Linked DNA regions of Mus musculus: regions 1 and 2 are each linked to region 3. The links are chromatin contacts, called in public Hi-C and promoter capture Hi-C maps. All regions are on one chromosome and are shown on one strand. Each heading gives the region's core, a stretch centred on a gene start, on an enhancer-like site or on the middle of the called end of the contact. The rest is flanking DNA. Distances are from core to core; before and after follow the strand shown. Region 1 overlaps Limch1 (LIM and calponin homology domains 1). Region 2 overlaps Limch1 (LIM and calponin homology domains 1). Region 3 overlaps Limch1 (LIM and calponin homology domains 1).

Evidence for each region. A called contact is a pair of places that touch in the nucleus more often than the background predicts. Capture Hi-C pulls out chosen DNA fragments and counts their contacts.
Region 1: a promoter capture Hi-C map of adipose tissue shows a contact between it and region 3. The contact joins two enhancer-like sites. A contact is called at or near these places in 3 of 39 promoter capture datasets (the C10 cell line, cranial neural crest and embryonic stem cells), 7 of 484 Hi-C or Micro-C datasets (astrocytes, brain, cardiomyocytes and 4 more), 8 of 115 datasets of contacts at active chromatin or transcription factors (astrocytes, cardiomyocytes, craniofacial prominence and 5 more) and 3 of 9 other capture datasets (adipose tissue, liver and pancreatic islet).
Region 2: a Hi-C map of cortical neurons shows a contact between it and region 3, with 1.6 times the contacts expected there. The contact joins two enhancer-like sites. A contact is called at or near these places in 7 of 39 promoter capture datasets (the C10 cell line, the HPC-7 cell line, cranial neural crest and 4 more), 4 of 484 Hi-C or Micro-C datasets (cortical neurons, cumulus cells and nephron progenitors), 4 of 115 datasets of contacts at active chromatin or transcription factors (embryonic basal ganglia, fibro-adipogenic progenitors, forebrain and 1 more) and 5 of 9 other capture datasets (adipose tissue, embryonic stem cells, liver and 2 more).

The regions. Positions count from the first base shown.
Region 1 is chr5:66,846,972-66,850,841 of GRCm38.p6, forward strand. The region is part of intron 1 of Limch1 (LIM and calponin homology domains 1); the gene reads left to right. Among named protein-coding and RNA genes, the nearest start is that of Gm52776, 45 kb to the right of the region's middle. Within about 2 kb of position 2,465, at least 33 of the 459 cell types and tissues checked have an H3K27ac peak or open chromatin away from gene starts, as enhancers often do. A contact at or near this core is called in adipose tissue, brain, forebrain and 1 more, where this site is marked.
Region 2 is chr5:66,807,662-66,811,013 of GRCm38.p6, forward strand. All of the region lies in intron 1 of Limch1 (LIM and calponin homology domains 1), which reads left to right. Among named protein-coding and RNA genes, the nearest start is that of Limch1, 63 kb to the left of the region's middle. Within about 2 kb of position 1,555, at least 8 of the 459 cell types and tissues checked have an H3K27ac peak or open chromatin away from gene starts, as enhancers often do. A contact at or near this core is called in cortical neurons, where this site is marked.
Region 3 is chr5:66,978,369-66,981,845 of GRCm38.p6, forward strand. All of the region lies in intron 8 of Limch1 (LIM and calponin homology domains 1), which reads left to right. Among named protein-coding and RNA genes, the nearest start is that of Gm33040, 19 kb to the right of the region's middle. Within about 2 kb of position 1,318, at least 105 of the 459 cell types and tissues checked have an H3K27ac peak or open chromatin away from gene starts, as enhancers often do. A contact at or near this core is called in adipose tissue, brain, cortical neurons and 2 more, where this site is marked.

The DNA of each region.
Region 1 (3,870 bases), core at 1,215-3,714, 130 kb before region 3:
GTCTTGACCAATAATAGCAGAACCATTGGAAGATGAGGAGATGACTTGTTTTGTAAACAGTACTGGCTGTAAGTGAAGCATCTTGCCTTCCTTGTCTTTGTCTGTACCCTCCATAAATGCTTACTTCTTTCTTTCTCATTACACAGGAGGTCAAGCTGTATATAGGATTATTTAAGATGGATTACTGGATACCTGTTGTGATTTTTCAAAAGGCAGAGATAAAAATCTAGCAGCATCACAAAGTCTTTTATTATTTTATCATTATGGTATTGAGGAAATTCAAGATACATGCCCATATGTTTTAGAAGTTTTCTGAATTTAAGGGTTTATTTTTCTTACTCCCCACTTAGAGGAAAAGGCGTTGTGAGTTGGAAAATGTTGACATAGATGGCAGAGAGTCAGGTTTTCATTTATAACTTAGCAGCATTGCCTAATAGCTGGGAGCATCGGTCAGGAGTCAGAGCTCTCTGCCTGTTATCCTCTGCCACCTGCTAGCTCTAAGAGATTGGATAAATTGTTTAATGGTCTACAGTTCAGCTTCTTCAGCCTGCAGCGGGGATAATGATAACACTTGCATCGGGGCTCTTGATGACCCACTGAGTACTTAGGGAATATCTGAAGAAAGATCTCTCCATGAACAGACCCCCATGGGCCCACACAACGGTTTAGTAAGCAATAGGAAAGCAGGACTTTCAAAAGAGTTTGCATGGGTAGGCAAAGGTGAGTGAAGCTAATTAGCCTCATTTATCTCCTCCTCTGGCCCTGGATGCCTTTGTCTCTGGTTTCTTCTGTATAACCAGCCAGTGGAGTTGTGACCACAGCGTGTGGTGCTATGGAGCTGGAGAGTTAGCCGAGTAGAAGATACTGTTGGCTATTGCTGTCATTTCAAGGCAAGAGGCAGAGGTGGCAGTGGGCTCAGACAAGTCTGTGATATGTATGTACACAGGAACGGTACTGTGAGTAGAGCCCCATTTTCTTGACTTTGTGGTTTTCTTTCCCAATGCTGACTAGGTGTTAGTAGGCAATTGTATGATACAAACAAACAAACAAACAAACAAACAAACAAGTAATAGAATATTAGATTAAGGGGCTCTATGTTTACACTAACTTAAATGCCTACTTGGAGTACAAATGACAGACTCTCCAAACAAAACAAACAAAACAAAACAAAACAAAACAGTGTGATTCGTTTATTTCACAAGCTAAATAGTACAATAGTATCTTTTCCCAGCATTTAGATGTTCATTTTAAAATACACTGTCCGGTAGGCTTGGGTGGATCACAGCCACCAACAGTGGTTGATACTGTGGTTGAATGTGGCTTGTCACCCTGCGTTACCTCAGGGCTCTGCCAACAGGAAGGGCAACAGCAGATTCAGCCCCTCAGAGCCAAAATAAACCAGTTTCCTTCACGTCCTGTTCTGCCTCATGAATTTCATTGTTATCACACAAAACAAACGAATACACAGTGTAGAAAAATCACCAATAAAAACCCCAAAAACAAAAGACGAAACCCAAACACACAGCTTGGTTAATGATTTAATGTCCGTAGCCTTGTAATGACTACGTCAAATCAAGAAATAGAATCTTTGTACCCTAGAAAGAATCTTCTGTGATTTCCCCCCCCCTCTTTTCTCAAAACCAATCTCCTCATTGTGTTTATGAATGTGTGTGTGTGTGTGTGTGTGTGTGTGTGTGTGTGTGTGTGTGTGTGTGTGTATGTGAACAAGTTCCCATCTGTGGAGACCAGAGGTACTTTGTTTTCTGAGACAGTCTCTCACTGGGACCTGGGACTCAGTGATTAAGTTAGGCTAGTTAGCTGGTGAGCTCCAGGGAGCCCCCTGTCTTGTCTCTTCAGCACTGAGATATGGGCACGTGCCCCCATGCCTGGCTGTACACGCAGGAGTGCTGGGGAGCAAAGCCAGCCCCTCACGCTTGTTGTACCTCCTCTGCTGTGCTGTCTCCCTGGCCTTACTCATTTTCAGCTGGTCACTTCTGGTGCTGTCCCTAATTCTGAAATTAAAAGAGCTGATTACGTTACTCTGTTGTTATTCTGAGTATCCCACCGTGCTCTATTTTCATTTGGTAATCTAATAACTTGTTTGGGTGAATTTCTAGTTTGGCTTGGATGCCATTTTCCATGCGGCACATTGGTGATGTCCAGAGGTTTTGTGGTCACTTTGGGTCCTTAGCTAAAAAATCATTCCATTATTAGAATATGAAATAGTGAAATCGATCACTTCTTCAGACAGCTCTACCGTGGCTACAGGACTGTGTGTACTTGGCAGAGCCTCCAGTCTAGCTCTTTGCCCAGCATCAGGAAGTCAAGGCACTGACCCCTTCTTCCTCTTCATCATCAATGTTAGCGTCATGTCCATGGCTGGCTGGCCCGGTTCTGGGTTGTGAGTGAAAGAGTGGGTGAGTTGACAGACCTCTGGTGACTGATGATGAGCTGGCAAATGCCTGTCCTCAAATAGGAAAAACACTCCTAGAGAGGAACAGGAAGGCCCCAGATGGGCTGTTGATGAACACTTGCTCTGGGCTGCTAAAGTACATTTCAGCCCTAGAACCCAAACAACATTTTATTATCAACATTTTAAAACATGTGGAAGGGACGGAAGGAGGGGAAAGAAAGGGAGGAGGGAGAGACAAGAAAGGTGGGGGGAGGAGAAAGAAAGGGTTCAGAAGGGAGGGAAGGAAGCAGAAAGAGAAAGGAAGAACAGAGGGAAGTAGGAAAGAATTCCATGAGGCAGGATCCAGGACACACATGTGCCCTCCATCAGGTTTCAGTGACTCTTGGCATTTTCTGTATTTAGTTCATACACATACATATACATTCTTAGTATTTTTTTCAACAGTTTCCAAAGAAAGTGCGGGAGTCAGCTACCCGTTTCCTCTAAGTCCCTCTGCACACACCTGAAGAAGAGCATCCTCCCAGGCAACCATTATCACTCCAGGGCTGAACAGGGGTGATATCCTAAGTGACCATTATATGCAGGATATCCCAGGTGTGCCCTGGATCTCACCCAAGGGTTTTTTTTTTTTAAATCATTATCTTACAAAGACATATATATTACACATTGCCATGATGCTGATGCTTTTGGGTCTCTTATTTAGGAATATCAGTCTTTCCTTTTTCCTTCATGACAAAGACTTTTTTTTTCTTTTAGAAGTCTGGTTTTCTTATAAACATTTTTTTGGGGGGGGCAGGGTTTGCACGGCTGTCTCCTTTAGTCCTGTCAATATGCTTAGAGACTCTCTCATTGGCTTCAATAACAGCCTGATATTGTGCCCAGCATCCATCTTTCCCAGGGTAGAGTTGCATTTCTGAATACAAATGGAAGTCCCATGGCTTTTAGATACTCTGGTTGTAGAATTCCTTTCTTTTAGCTGTGAATTCTGAGAAACAAAACCATGAGAGAAATAGCATTTTCCCCGTTTCAGAAGCATGAAATGCTTCACCAGACAGTATCTACTCTACTTCCTGACCTCCCACAACCAAGAAAAACGGCTCCTACAAGCACCTTCTTAAAGACCATGAAGCAGGTTTGGAGGAGTGAAGCCCCCTGCTCACTGCTCGGGAGCTTCAAACCCAGATCTGCCTAATTCGGTGACTTTCTGCTTCACTGTAACAGTTTTGCCAGATTTAGCCCAGAACTGCAATGTTTATTGAAGAAACAACACAATACCCAGGTAGAAATAACCGTGGCATCATGAACTCACAGGAAACAACACACTTAGCTCACAGCACCCTCCTGGCCCGTTTCTTTCTGGACTCTTCTTTCTCGCCAATCTGTCACTAAGGCTTTCAGCTTTGGTGGAACTCCTTGTGTGTGTTGTCTGTCTTTCTCTGCAGCTTCTGTCACCCTGT
Region 2 (3,352 bases), core at 305-2,804, 170 kb before region 3:
TTTATTCTCCTAGTAATGTTTCTCCTAGAAAGGCTTGCCTGCCTTCCTTCCTTCCTTCCTTCCTTCCTTCCTTCCTTCCTTCCTTCCTTCCTTCTTTCCTTCTTTCTTTCTTTCTTTCTTTCTTTCTTTCTTTCTTTCTTTCTTTCTTTCTTTCTTTCTTTCTGATGAAGGGGACTTGGAGGGCTAGAGAGTGAAGTTCGATGACTTTGCCTAAGTCGAGTGATTCATGAGTGAGCCTGGATGAGAGCCACCAAACTCTGGGGAGAGCATGCAAGAGATGAGCTTCTGTCAGATCAGGCAGGTGGCATGTGCCAGCTAGGCATCTGTGGGGCTTAAAAGTCATGACTTTGCAGCCCTAGACTGTAGCCCCTTACTGAGAAGAGGCTAGCGGAACTCTGTGAGAAGGGCCTACCCAGCATGTAGTAGCCGCTCGTCCTGATTTTGAACATTTGAATTGACTCCGTAAGAAATCAGTGCTGTAGTACGTTTGTTGACTGTTTAATGGCATAGGCAGTTTTTAATGCATTTGTAACTTTTCAACATGTTTTTATTTTTATTTTGAATTATTTGTTTTTATCTTCATATTATTTCTTAAACACTTTTTGAGAATGTCATACATGAGTACTATATTTATATCACTTCTATCCCCCCCTCTCCGTACTCCTCCAACATCTCCTGTGTCCCTTAACTCCTTCTCAGATTCATGACCACCTCCTTTTTAAATTATTTTTGTATACACACACACACACACACACACACACACACACACACACACACAGAGTTTTCTGAGTCCATTTTGTGTTGCCTGTATGTACAGGTATTTAGGGATGACCACATGGGATCTGATAACCTGTCAGTAGAAGATGGATCCTCCCCATCCCACCCCAGTTCAGATCCCCTGGAACTGGAGTTACAGTCAGTGGTGAGCTTCCATGTGGCTTCTGGGAACTGAACCGAAGTCCTTTGCAAGAGAAACAAATGCTCTTAACTGCCGAGCCCTCTCTCTAGACCCACATTTAAAACTCTTTATGAAGTTCAGTTTTAATAAAGTTTATAGAACCACAAGAAAAGCTTTTCTAAATTTGTGTTTCTAGTTAAAGAATTTATTCTTTTTTTTTTTTTTCTATTTTACTAGAATGCCAGAAATCCTCACCCCACCACGGGAGGTGGTACTGGTTTGATTTTAGGAAGATTCTAAGGCAGAATTTATTTTCATTTTTGTGGTGTTGAGTAGTAAGCTCAAAGCCTTGGTTACGTTAGGCAATACTCTACCACTGAGCCACATCTGCAGCCCGTTAGTTTGAATCTTTCCCCCTCCTTGTTCATATCTAGGTGTTTGGATACCAGGACTGTTTATTTTTTAAAGGCTGGGTAGAGATGGTACCTGTGACATTTGTCTGCATGTGGGGGGCCCCTCCAGGCCTTTCTGCTGGAGCTTTTCTGACTTAGACCTGCAGGGTGGGCCTGTGCTCAAGGATTGGGGTCGCTTACCCAGGGTCTGGTCACGAGTCTGGGTCACTCAGAAATAATGCCCATATGTTGGAACAGCTTGCATTAAGAATAATCTTTGTGAGCCAGTTAATACTGTGAGGGATTTTTTCCTAGAGCTGTCATTGTGCTATTTGCAGCCCAAGTTCTAACAAAACAGCTTTGCCATTTGTCATCGGGACTGTGGAAGCAGCATGTAAAATAATTATAATATTGGCACTGAGCAGTCCGCGAGAGAATGCCAGGACAACAAGGGGGACTCCTAAACTTCTGAATATTCGTGTGTAAGCTTGGTCACGTTTGTGCAGAAGTGATAGTTTTGCTTCGCTTGGGGGATGGGAAACCAGGATTTGGTCACTGTCTAGGTATACAGAGCTAGCAGGGAAAGAAATCGATTAAGTAGATATATTAAGGTGGAAATTGAGGATGAAAATATGATTCTTATTTGTCCTTTCTTCCTTTGTGTCCAGTTGAGGGCCTGCTGTACAAACAGGAGGCCTTGACTTCTATCCCAAGAACTCACACAAAGAAGGGAGTGGTGGTACACTCTTGGCATCTCATGGCCAGGAGGCACAGGGGGTCCCTGGGGTTCTCTATATGGCCAGCCTAGCCTGATCTGCAAGAGAACTCTTCTCAAACACCCAAATAGACAGTGGATGAAGAATAACATCAGAGGCTGATCTCAGTCTTCCATATTTACATTCACAGGAACATGTGTGCATATCCACACCAACAGACAGCTATAGATACACATATACTAGACACACACACACACACACACACACACACACACACACACACACACACAGAGAGAGAGAGAGAGAGAGAGAGAGAGAGAGAGAGACAGATACACACAGCCACACAGATGAACACAAACACACATAGACAAACAGATATACACAGACACACAGATACATACCAACACACACATATACATAGAGCCACACAGATACACACAGCCATACAGATACACAGATACACACAGACACACACAGACACACATAGACACACAGTTACACATGCACACAGACATACACAGACAAAGACCCACAGACACAGAGTCTCCAAGGCAGAATGTTGCCTATGCTGCTGAGCTATACTGCGTTGGACTTTCTGTTTCTTCTGAACATAAGCTTCACATAAAGTCTTTTCAGAAGAATGATTTCTGGTAAGATTTTGTGCTCATTTTAAAGCAAAAGTTAATTTTCTTTTCACTCAAAAAAAAAAAAGGTATCCCCAAGAAATACCTTTGAACGTTAGGCAGTGGGGGTGATCAGCTGCCTCTTGGGAAAGAGTTAATCTCCTTAGAACCCCTGTAAAGTCCTGAGTGACCCAACCTTCTTTTCCCTCCAGTGAGACAGAGGAACAAGAAGAGTGCAGGGACCTGGGCTAGAGCCATGCAGGACTGCCAGTGTCCTGCTTTTAGGCAGCAGCTGTTAGAGGGCCATGGCTGACTGTGGAGCAGTGTCCCTGACATGTCATTAGGATCCCACCCAGCTGGCACTGGGGACAAACAGAAAGGAAGCTGGAATGGAGTTTATTTAAATCAAGGCAGAAAGAATTAAAGCCCCATTTCACAGGCAAAAAATAGCCTAGGAAGCACCCGAGGGGCTTGATAGGGGCCATCTGCTTTTGCTGGTTCTGTGCTCAGGGTGTGGCATGTGGGCTCTACAGCCATGAGAAAGGCTTTTGCTCTTGTTTGTCACTTGTAAGGTGACCAACTTGGCCAGCCCTTTGTAGGGTAGCTGAAGTGATCCATGGGTTTCCCTGCTATCTTCCACAAAAATGCATTTCCCGTCATGTCCTATCAGACATTTTCCACATAATGACTGTAATCATTAAACCAGTTTGTTTTTCTTTTTTT
Region 3 (3,477 bases), core at 68-2,567:
TGAACCTGCCACATGCACATGCCACATACACATGCACACACATACCACATGCACCTGCTACATGCACATGCCACATACACATGCCACATGCACATGCCACCAGCCCAGCATACCTACATTTTGTCACTTAACTTTGTTACAAGGCACAGTAGTCTTGACAGTCATTCTACGTTTACCCACACTTAAGGTTCTGTTTTTAATGTGGCAGAAAGTTGCTTAACTGGAATGAAATGCAAATCATGAAGGAAAAACAAAAACAAACAAAAAGCAAAAAACAAAAACCCAAGGACTCCCCTTGTGTGGAAAGTAAGACTATAAATCACTGAACTACACCAATGTCTCTCAAAGCCTTTGACCCCAAGTCTCTTGTTTGACATCCAGATGGATTCTGGCTGTCATAGTTTTGGACCTAGCTAGAAGATAAAGGGGCAGTGTCTCAATTGGGAAAGACTGTTTGTCCAGGAAGTGCTGTACAAGAAAGGGGCATACACAGTAACGGGAGGGGCCAACCTTTAAAGCCAGGCCACATTTCTGTCTCCTTCCCTGGGATCCCCACATGCCTAGTTGCATTACTTTTAAGCCAATGTGCACACAGAGCAAAGGTACAGGCATGTACACATGATGTTAGAAGCCTATAGGATCCACACTACTTGTGAAAAAATAAATCAGGAGGTTATCTAAGCATCAAGGAACAGAACGTAGGACTTCTCCATAAATGTGTGGCAGTTAATATTTATTAGAGTTTCCATAGAAATTTTTAAAAAGTATATAAACTGCTTTTTGTTCTATTTTATTTTATGACCATGTTAACTTAATTAAGCCTCCCCCATAAGATTCTGCAAAAGAAGCCAGATTTTTTTTTAAAAGAGGGTAAAATAAGAACCAAGATTCACTTCCCCTTAAATTAAAATACCATGGAGATTTGTGTTCTCTTATTTGGTGTTTCCCATTGGAGAAGTGAATTTTGTAACTGGATTCTAGGTTTCACGTGACTGTACTTCTTTCCTAATTATTTGCATGTGTTTCATCACTCACTGATCCTGCTAGTCTGTGGACGTTCCCGACCACGTAGTAATTAATGACAGAGGAGAGACAACTCTCCAGGGGACAATCGACATTTTAGAAATCTTCAGAGGGAGAGCAGATGTAGCCCGGTGCCAGCCACATACTCTTCTGTCCCTCTCTACCAGATGCTGGCTCCCTGCTTCTTTCATCAGATCCCCCAGTCTAGAGACCAGACAGGCATGACCCGGGTGACTCTGGATGTGTCTGCCGTGCCTGGAGACAGGGTAACGGGGAGGTTTCTGATGTTGCCCGTGACGTTCCCAAGAGAACGAACAGGCCTTTCTGGAGAGCCCAGTTTCTTTGAATAGAACCAACTCACTGCCAAGCCAAGCTGGCTACTCATTGCCAAGTAGAAGGGGGTGAAAGGGGATGCCAGCTCTCCCTTAGTATATTTATAGTGTGTGTGTGTGTGTGTGTGTGTGTGTGTGTGTGTGTGTGTGTGTGTGTGTGCTCTTAAGCATGCTGAGGCCAGAGGAGAATATCGTGTGTATTGTATTGGTGCCCCCTGTCTCTGCCCCTCACCCCAGCACTGAGTTAGCGTAGCTCCCACTTAAAGGCAAGTGTATAGTCACTTCCCCTTAAGGCGGCGCGGCACACTTAAAGCCAGGTCCTCTTGCTTGTGCAGCAAGGGCTCAGCTACAGAGCTCACTCCCCAGCTCTCCTCCTCCATTCGTTAGTTTTAACCATGACTCATATGCTTCGAAAAATATAAAGAAACCTTAGACAGGCTAAAACAAACATTTTCTCTGCCCTATCCCATGCACTGGGTCCTTAATCTCTCCTGTCCTTTTTCTTTTCCTTCTTTCCATTTTTTTTTTTAACATGAGGCTGGCAGGGTTGCCAGGTTATAAACTGGCTCTGCATTTCTCTGTAGCCTCAGCAGATCTTGACCTTGTGATCTTCCTGACTCAGCCTCCCAAGTACCCTCAGGTCCCACCAGGGTTCTGCATTTTAAATTACAAATGGGTTATATTCCTTCTAGTAAAACGTGTCCACCCATCAATTGCAACCCTACCAGTAGATGCAAGTCTAAACAGCCTGGCTCTGCTGCTTATGTACACTTAAAGTCATTTAGCTAAGTTCATAAAACTTGAACTAAGAACCTTACTATTCTATGCAAAATGGACACCGTAATTCCTGGTTTGTAGAGTTCTCATGGTCACCAGTCTACATATTAGCTGCTCAGATTTGTGGTTATTGAAAAAAAATAAAAATATACCAGAGTTTAGCAATAGGCTGTTTTTAAGGAATAAGTAACTCAGAATAGAAGTCATTGAAATCTTTTTGGTAAGTGTATACTTGTGACTATTCTTCTACATATCTGCCTTCAATGCATTTTTTACTTCATGGTCAGTAGTGCCAGCCAATAATCTACATCATTTTTCATCTCTCAGAGATGGCCACAAAGCTCTCAATTTAAAGAATTCATACAATGAGCAAGAATTACTCATAGTAACAGTTTTCCGGTTGGAGTAAAGATATTCCAGAGACGGGAATATCTTGAAGTGGCCATTGATAGAGAAACTTTATTCAGCATACATATCTAAATTGAGATCACTTGAAACGAGTCCTGCCACACTGGGCAGCTAGCCTAAAAAGAAACACTTGGGGAATTTGCAGACCAGCTGGGCTTGCAAGATGCATAGAAGGTACCAGATTCACGCTGCTCAAATTGGCATTGTATATTGGCAAGGCCATTTGCATACATGCTTACTTTTGATTTTAACAAATTCTTTCAGAGATGAAAGCCCAGGCCTCCTGGTCAAAAAGTAGAAAGAGTTTTAGTCTTAGACTTGGTTCATAATGATGACTGACTCCAAACTGGGGTGCAAGAATATGTGAGGTATGTAGGTGTGTGCTTCCTACTGAAAGGGCTTTGTAAGATATTAAATGCTGACCTAAATTGTGAGGTATGATGAATTAGCATTCTGCTACCATCAGTCTTCCGAATATTGTTGTGCAATGCAATTTACAACTCTATTCTAAGTACAACTCACAAAAAATCCCTTTATTTAGTTACCAAATTACTTCCCTTTCTCCTGATCTCATAGTCATGATAATGCCTTTTTTTTGTAAGATGCTCTGCTTTCAAAGCTGTTCCTGGCATTGTTGTTTGTCCAGTCAATAGCACAATGGTCTATTCATTGTCATAGAACAGAGTCCCTGGAACCAGCCTACCTTGATTTGTATTCGAATCTATGCACTAGCTGTTTGACCTTGTACAAATTTATTGGCCTAGACTTTCTACTTGATAAAATGAGGATGAGTGGATACATGCCATAGTCTATGCAATTTTAATGCTAGAATTACTACTTATCAGGAATTATACATAGTATATGTTCATTATCCACTGGCCAGCATCGGTATAATCAATTTGGTTTTGCTTAATGACTCTGAAGCAATTCAGTGATC